2 separate regions of the Ovis aries genome follow, and region 2 is linked to region 1. The links are chromatin contacts, called in public Hi-C maps. All regions are on one chromosome and are shown on one strand. Each heading gives the region's core, a stretch centred on a gene start, on an enhancer-like site or on the middle of the called end of the contact. The rest is flanking DNA. Distances are from core to core; before and after follow the strand shown.

Region 1 (3,626 bases), core at 771-3,270:
ATTGGCTATGCAAATAGAGGGAGGGGAGACGGCGCCCCAAACTCTTACTCACCCTTTTAAAGCGATAGCCCCCTCCACCCACCCACCCACCCACCCACCCCTTCCGCCCCACCCTCGTGGAAAGGGGCTGGGCCCGGGGCCGGAGTTAATCGCTCGCACCTCTGGTTTTCTGCGCGCTCCCCGCGTTCCCTTTCACCTCCCCCTCCTTTCAGGGAACCGCTCGCCCGGTTCACCCATCCCGCACCCGCCCGACCACGCTCGCCCTCCGTGCCCCGGTTCTGAGACCCTCCTTGCTCCGCGAGGGAGGTGCTGGGCTGACCTCGGGGTGTCGCGAGAGCCCCGACCCACGCGGCGCTCGCCGCACGTGCCAGCTCGGCCAGCACCCGGGACGCAGGGCCCGCTCCTTTCCCCCTCGGAGTGAAATAGCACAGAGGGCAGGGTGGGAGGGGGGTGGCGGGAGGAAGGAGGTGAGGAAACGCCCCCGGATCCCCTCCCAAAGCTGCTTTGACCGGAGGATGCGTCGGAGCACGTGTCGGAGCCGACCGCGTCTCCACCGCAGTCCAGTTCTCGAGGAGAAAGCCCTGGCTGCGATGGAGGCGTGAACCCGGAGGGTCCGCGAGTGTGCCGGCGAGGGACCCGGGGTGGGAGATCTTGGGCCTCGGAGGAAACGAAGGAGTGGTGTCGTTGGCGCTGGGGGAGAGACAGGGAGCCCAATCTACCCCCCTTTCTCGCCCCCCTCCCGGCCCCCCCCCCCGCCCCGGGCTATTTCCTAGAAAGCTGTATCAGTGTGGCCACGCTCGGCGCAGACACCTCGGGCGGCTTGTCAGCAGATGCAGGGCGAGGAAGCGGGTTTTTCCTGCGTGGCCGCTGGCCGCGGCGGAACCGCTGGTAGCCCTGCCCCCGGCCTGCGGCGGCTCGGGGCGCCTCCCCGCGTCTCCCAGTGGCGCCTGCGGCGCCCCAAGAACGGGAGGGTTTCTGCTCCTAGGTCACATTCTCCCACGTCGAAGAAGCGCCCCCTCCCTCCGGACACCAACCCCTCCGCCTTCTTCCTTTCCCCACACATCTGCGTGGTGGGGGGGGTGGGGCGGTGGCATGGGGCGGAGTGGGGGGGTGTATTTTGGTCCCTATAATCGGGTTTCGGAAACAGGCTGAAAATGATTAAGAACGTACATTTCAGGGCCATACATACCCTTTCCCTCTGGGTATGCAAAGTTAACTGTTTTCCAAAATCACCCTCCTTCGGGCTCATATAAGGGATCTTATTTCTCAGTCGTTTGAGCCCACCTCATCTTCAGCTCACCCACCCGTCATTCCTGGATCTTAAATTCGTGGGCTGGAGTGTAGCGATCATGTTTGAGGAAACCAGAGTCGGAGGGTCGTATTTTTGGCGGGATGCACCTACAGAATGGGCTGCAATTACAGGGAATAAGTAGGGATCGGTGGGGTTTTGTGGTTTTTTTGGTGGGTTCCCCTCTCCTGGGCCCCTGGCTTGGTGGAGGGAGAGGGCCTCGGAGAGCTAAGGGAGAGGGTGGGGGGCGGCGCGGGGGACCGCGTTTGAAGTTTGGTCGGGCCAGCTGCTGTTCTCCTTAATAACAAGAGGGGAAAGGAGGGAGAGACTGAAAGGAGGAGGGGAGGGCCGGGAGGGGAGGGAAGGGGAGGAGGAACCGGAGAGGGGGGTGAGGCGAGAGGGAGGAGAAGTAACTGCCCAGCCAGTTTGCGTCACTGCCTCAGCGAGCAGAGAGCCGAGCGAGCTGGGGAGAGCAGACAAGTTTGAAGGGGAGGGCAGAGAGAGTCAGCCGCCCCCGGGGCGCTCCTCTCCCACCGCCCATCCTTCCCTTTCCACTCTTCCTCCCCGGCTTCTCTCTCTCTCTCTCTGCCTTTAACTCTACCCCTCTAAAAAAACCCTTATTTAGCCAAAGGAAGGAGGTACGGGGAATCCTCTCCCCTCCCCCCTCCCAAAAAACCCCCAACTTTTCCAGTCCGGAGATCGCAGGGGCACGAGCGAGTAGCCAGCTGGCCATGGAGCTGCTGTGCGGCGAGGTGGAGCCGGTCCGCAGGGCCGTGCCGGACGCCAACCTGCTCCACGACGACCGCGTGTTGCAGAACTTGCTGACCATCGAGGAGCGCTACCTGCCCCAGTGCTCCTACTTCAAGTGCGTGCAGAAGGACATTCAGCCCTACATGCGCAGGATGGTGGCCACCTGGATGCTGGAGGTAGGGCTGCAGGCAGGCGCTCCGTCGGCGCCCGCGCCGGTCCCGGAACCTGGGCGAGGGCAGCCTCGGGAGCCCGCCCCCCCACTCCTGCGCCAGAGCTTACCCCCGCGCCCTCGGCCAGACGCGTGGCTTCCTCTCGGTTCCTTGCGGGGGGTGCAAGATTCCCGGGGCGGGGGGAGGGGGAGAGCAGCGAGGTTGTCCCAGGGCTGGGGGTGGGGGAGCATCCCGAGCGCGTGTGCCTGCATGCGGCTGCCACCTCTTCCCACCGGCACCCACCCCCGCCGCGACCTTTTGCTAAGCCGAGGCTGCTTGCGGTGCCTTGAAGAAGAGAATGGGAGGGTGAACCCCGAAGTTAAAAAGTCAGCTGCACCCCCTTCCCCCGCAAAGGCCAGAGCAAATGGGTCCTAGCCTCGGGTCCCCGCATGTGGTCGGGACTCCGCGTTGGCACTTAAGGGGGGAGGGAGAGGGCGGAGGGAGAAGAGAAATGGGGAATTCAGGAGCCCCGGAAGTCACACTGAAGAAACGTGTGTTTTCGGGGAACCCAGAAGAAGCACTTCTTTCCCCTTGCTCCGAACCCTTGCCGTGTGCCCACGTCTGCACGGCTCCGGACCTGCCGTGGTTTCGCCATGTTGCTTTGTAAACTCGGGGGTGGAGCGGCTGGACGCGTCGCCTGCTCCCCCTCGCACCCCACGACCCCGGTCCCCCCACTTCTGATGGCGCCCTCTCTCCCCCATCACCCACCCCGCCCCCTCGTGAAGGTTACTTACGGTTCGGCCTTCAGTTTCCTGGGTGCGGAGATCTGGGTGGGGTGGGAGGGGGAGGAGGTGTGTGCAGGGGGGATAGCGGGGCCCCCCCGAAGGAGAGGCCGGAGCCCCCCGCGCCTCTCCCCGGCGGCTCCCCGTCCACGAGCGTCCCCCAGCTCTTCGCCACCGTCCCCGGCCTCTGCCCTTGTGGGCCGCGGCCGGACACTCCCGCCGCCGCGCTCTCCCCTGCAAGTTTCCCCTCGGGATCCGAAGCCCCAGGGGTCGCGCTCCAGACCTTCCCGGCGCCTCAAACCTCCGCTGCGGGAAGCCTGGGTCCTCTGCGGGGTTTTCACGGCGAAAGGGCTTTTCTGGGATATTTCCTCGATTTTTAATTATTTTTTGAACCCGTCTCCCCTGCTCCGACTCCGGCCGCCCAGGCTGCGCGGCGCTCGCTCCCTCCGCCCTCCCCCCGCTTCCCCACCTCTCCCCACCCACCCCCCCAAATGCGGCGCCTGGGCCGCGGGGACCCCTCCAGACAATTTTTTCAATTGTCGGGAATGATAGAGCAGGGTCTGGGGATCCGAATGAGACCAAGAACGAGACCCCTGGAGCCTCCAGAATATTTTTATTGATTTTTTGAAAAGATGACGAAATCCAAAAAAGAGAGTG
Region 2 (3,626 bases), core at 434-2,933, 130 kb before region 1:
GAGAGTCCCTTGGACAGCAAGGAGATCAAACTAATCAATCCTAAAGGAAATCAACCCTGAATATTCATTGGAAGGACTGATATCGAAGCTGAAGTTCCAACATTTAGGCCCCCTGACACAAAGAGCAGACTCATTGGAAAAGACCCTGATGTTGGGGAAAATTGAGGGCAGGAGGAGAAGAGGGCAACGTGATGAGATGGTTGGATGGCATCACTAGCTCAATGGACATGAGTTTGAGCAGACTCTGGGAGATGGTGAAGAACAGGGAAGCCTGGAGTGCTGCAGTCCATGGGGTCACAGAGAGTCAGACACGACTGAGTGACTAAACAACAACAACCACAATAACACAACTGAACCCATACGCTTTGGGCCATATTTCCCTGTCATCCTGACCACAACAAACTTGGAAAGGAGATGGGCTCCTGCGGTCTCCTGTCAAAGGCCAGCTGCTTGAAAGTCGGGCTGGGCACACTGACTCTAAACTGGGTAGTGACTAACCCATCGGAGCCTCTGGCAGGACATCTGAATGTGAGATACTGAGAGGGCTTGGAGAGTGAGGTGGTCCAGGAACTTGAGACACAGAGAGAAGGGGAACCGTGGAAACCACGAGCAAACAGGACCATCATGGCTCAGGAAAGGAGACTGGCTAAAGCAGTCACAAGGCAACAGGGCTCCATCCAGATAGATGGTTAGGAGCTCAGAGGAATTTGCAGAGAGAAGGCAGGGATGGGACCAGGAGCCGGAGAAGCCCCGACAGGTGGACTTGGAAGAAGATGGGGAAGGCGAGAGACAAAACCGTGAACACCAGCTGGAAGGGTGGGTCAGTGGCTGTGGAAGAGGTGTTCCTACCAGAGGGGCAAGGTCCAGCCTTGCTCTAGGGCCCCTGTGACCCTAGACCCTCGGCCGGCAGCATATTCCTGCACATCCTCCAGCCTCAGCAAATTCTGGCCGCTGCCTTTTCAAAGAGCAACTGATGGAGAAAAAGAAAAAGTAAGACCTGCCCTTCCCCTCCGGGAGAGCTTCACATCTCCTTCTCGTAAAAGTGGAGCTGATAAGGAGCATGTGAAAGAGAAGAGCTAAACCCACGGGCTTCACAGCTGAGCAGAGATGGGCTCAATTCCCAGCTCTGCCATTTGCTCGGAGTGCAAGCTGGGAAGGATTTCTTGATCTCTCTAAGGCTCTTCATCAGTGTCTGTAAAAAAGGCACAGTGATAGGGCTGGGCACAGGCGGCTGTGAGGATTACGGGAGATAGAGCGGCTTTCACGATCAGAGCCCTCAGACCAGCGGGCATTTCCTCACATCACTGCGGTCCTAGCGCACCCTCCTCAGGTCCTCTGCACTGCATGTGTTGGGTGGGTGAGTGTGTGGGGGGCGCGGCAAGCAGAGGACGGAGAGGGCACCAGGAGAATGGGTCAAGAAGGATGCTCTAGTTATCCCAGGAGAGGGGCCCCAGAGCCCCACTTGATCACAGGAGAATCCCACCAGCCCCTCCTGGGGTCCATTGGCATCAGTCCACCCTCCACTGTGAGCAGCATCCTTTCTGTGCTCCAGGGAGGACCTAGTGACAGGGACACTCCAGCTGCAGGGGAGTTCCTAGAAAGTCCGATGGAATGGCTGTCATTCCTCCGCCGTGAGTCATCAGCCCCAGCAAAGCCCACTGGTATTTCCGAGTCTGTTCCCAGTGCCCGGAGCTGGGCCCAGCGGCTCGGCAGCTGCGGGGAGTGGAATGCGGCTCCCCCCAGCACTGTGTCCTGGGTTTCGTTTTCTGGAAAGGCTCGTGGCCCCCGGAAGTAGGGAGGCACCCTGAAGGTCATCTCGTCCAGGCCCCTGCCTCTGGGCCCAAAGATCTTAAGACCTGGGGTGTCTGGGGACCTCCTCTGACCCATCCGAGTGTGAAGACCAGGGGTACCAGGGTGGGGACAGGAAAATGATGTCCCTTCCTCCACTGTCTCCTTCATCTTCTGCCAGAAGGGCTGCAGGTGACCGGGGGAAGGAACTCACAGGAAGAATAGCTTAGCCCCAAGGGCGTGTCTGTCCCCACACGTTTCTCCTTCCTCTTCTGTTTTGGTGTCCAGGCCAGGCCACCCCTGCTTCCCTGTCCATCCAGGCCATGCACCAAAAGCCTGTGGCAGCCCCATGTCCTGGAAGCTCAGGGCTGTCCTAACTCTGGATGGTGGCTGCAGGTTTTGGTGACTGAGCGCCTGTGGCTGGGACGGGTGCTGGACGGCCAGCCTCTGCTCTCTGAGTCATGCCAGCAGCCCTGCGGGAGGTGTTCTCATCCCATCTTTCCCAAGTACAGCAAATTTCAATGACTTCATCAAGATCTGCAGCCAGACTTCCTAGGGCCGAGGCGAACCCTCTGGAACCAATTTTCAACCACCGACAGCAGCTTCAGTGGCGCCCGGCTCCTCAAGCATCTCCCATCGAAGTGAAAGAACAACACCCTCTCAGGCCACAAGCCACAACCCTCTGCCCCTCAGCCCTGGCAGGAAGAACTCCACGTGTCCCCTCTGGACCATGAGGCTCATCCGCCAGCACCATTTAAGGTAGGCGAACCCTCTCGGCGTGCAGCCCCCGGCCGGAGTTTGACTCTGCGGGTAGTGCCTGCTCTCCTTTCTGAGTTTCCTGGGCAGTAATAGCAGCCCCCCAGGGAGGGAGCCATTGTTGAGGGGGACCCAAGGGTCAGTGCCCCCCCAAACCCGGTGTCCTACCAACACGCTGGTCATCTGCATTTACCAGCTCCCAAAGGAAGATTCTTGTGAGCACACAGTTGTCTGTGGTCGGGGGACGATCTCCAACTGCTCCTCGTTCCTGGGCCCGCAGCCAGCTGCCTTGGACGGTCAGAGGTGAAATCTGAAAGCTGGTGAATGGGAGAGCGGAAGTCCGGCCGGGCTGAGCTGAGCCCATTCATGAAAAAGGTCTGGTCTCACTTCCTTATTGCCAGGCGTGGTGTGCGTGTGCGCGCACACGCTCTGTCGCTTTCCGCCTCGCTTCTTCCCACCCTTCGCTTTTGTCTTTCTTGTTTTTCTTTGCCTTTTTTTTTTTTTTTCCCTGCTCTCTCCACAAAAATCTGAAGTTCATCTTCAGGAAACTGCCAAAGAATGTCTAGCTGGTCTGTGGTTTCCAAAAGAAAGACAGAAGGAAACAAAGGAGAAAGAAAGGAGGGAGAAAGGAACGGAGGGAGGAGGGAAAGAGATTCTACAAAGGTATACTCTCTTCCTCCATGTAAACCTCTCTCTCTCCCCACCCACCCCCCGCTACGCACACACAGAACATTCAGCATCATGTTTATGAAACAATGAAAACATCTTCCCCAGATCATGCAACAGCCCTCTCGCAGCCCCTCTGGCTTAAGGTGGAGGAAGGTGAGCCCTGCTGGAGGGTCCTCCCATCGTAGGTGGTCAAGGCTGACCCCAGGAGAGCTTCTCTGAGGTTTAAAGCAAGGCTTTCCCTTTGGGGAATAATTCACCTCTGCTCTGTTGGGCCCCTCTCAGTGGGTCATGTGGTCTCCGATAGGACATGCCTGTCCCTCGTGGCCTGACCTCTGACCTCACCGAAGGCCTGGAGCATCTGGAGCCTCAGTCTCCTTATCTGTAAAATGGGGATGATGATACTTGTCCCAACT

What was found. Hi-C and Micro-C count contacts between places; a contact is called where the count stands out from the background.
Region 2: a contact with region 1 is called in a Hi-C map of liver, with 2.8 times the contacts expected there. The contact joins the enhancer-like site here to the promoter of CCND2 in region 1. A contact is called at or near these places in 7 of 16 Hi-C or Micro-C datasets (blood, liver, omental adipose tissue and 2 more).

Annotation. Positions count from the first base shown.
Region 1 is chr3:211,619,489-211,623,114 of ARS-UI_Ramb_v3.0, reverse strand. CCND2 (cyclin D2) reads left to right here and starts at 2,020. Exons shown (of 5, transcript NM_001127290.1): 1 at 2,020-2,214. The coding sequence starts at 2,020. LOC105608579 (a long non-coding RNA gene) reads right to left here and starts at 3,417. Exons shown (of 3, transcript XR_006059463.2): 1 at 2,982-3,417.
Region 2 is chr3:211,747,813-211,751,438 of ARS-UI_Ramb_v3.0, reverse strand. No RefSeq gene overlaps it. Among named protein-coding and RNA genes, the nearest start is that of TRNAG-GCC, 52 kb to the right of the region's middle. Within about 2 kb of position 1,683, at least 11 of the 54 cell types and tissues checked have an H3K27ac peak or open chromatin away from gene starts, as enhancers often do. A contact at or near this core is called in tail adipose tissue, where this site is marked.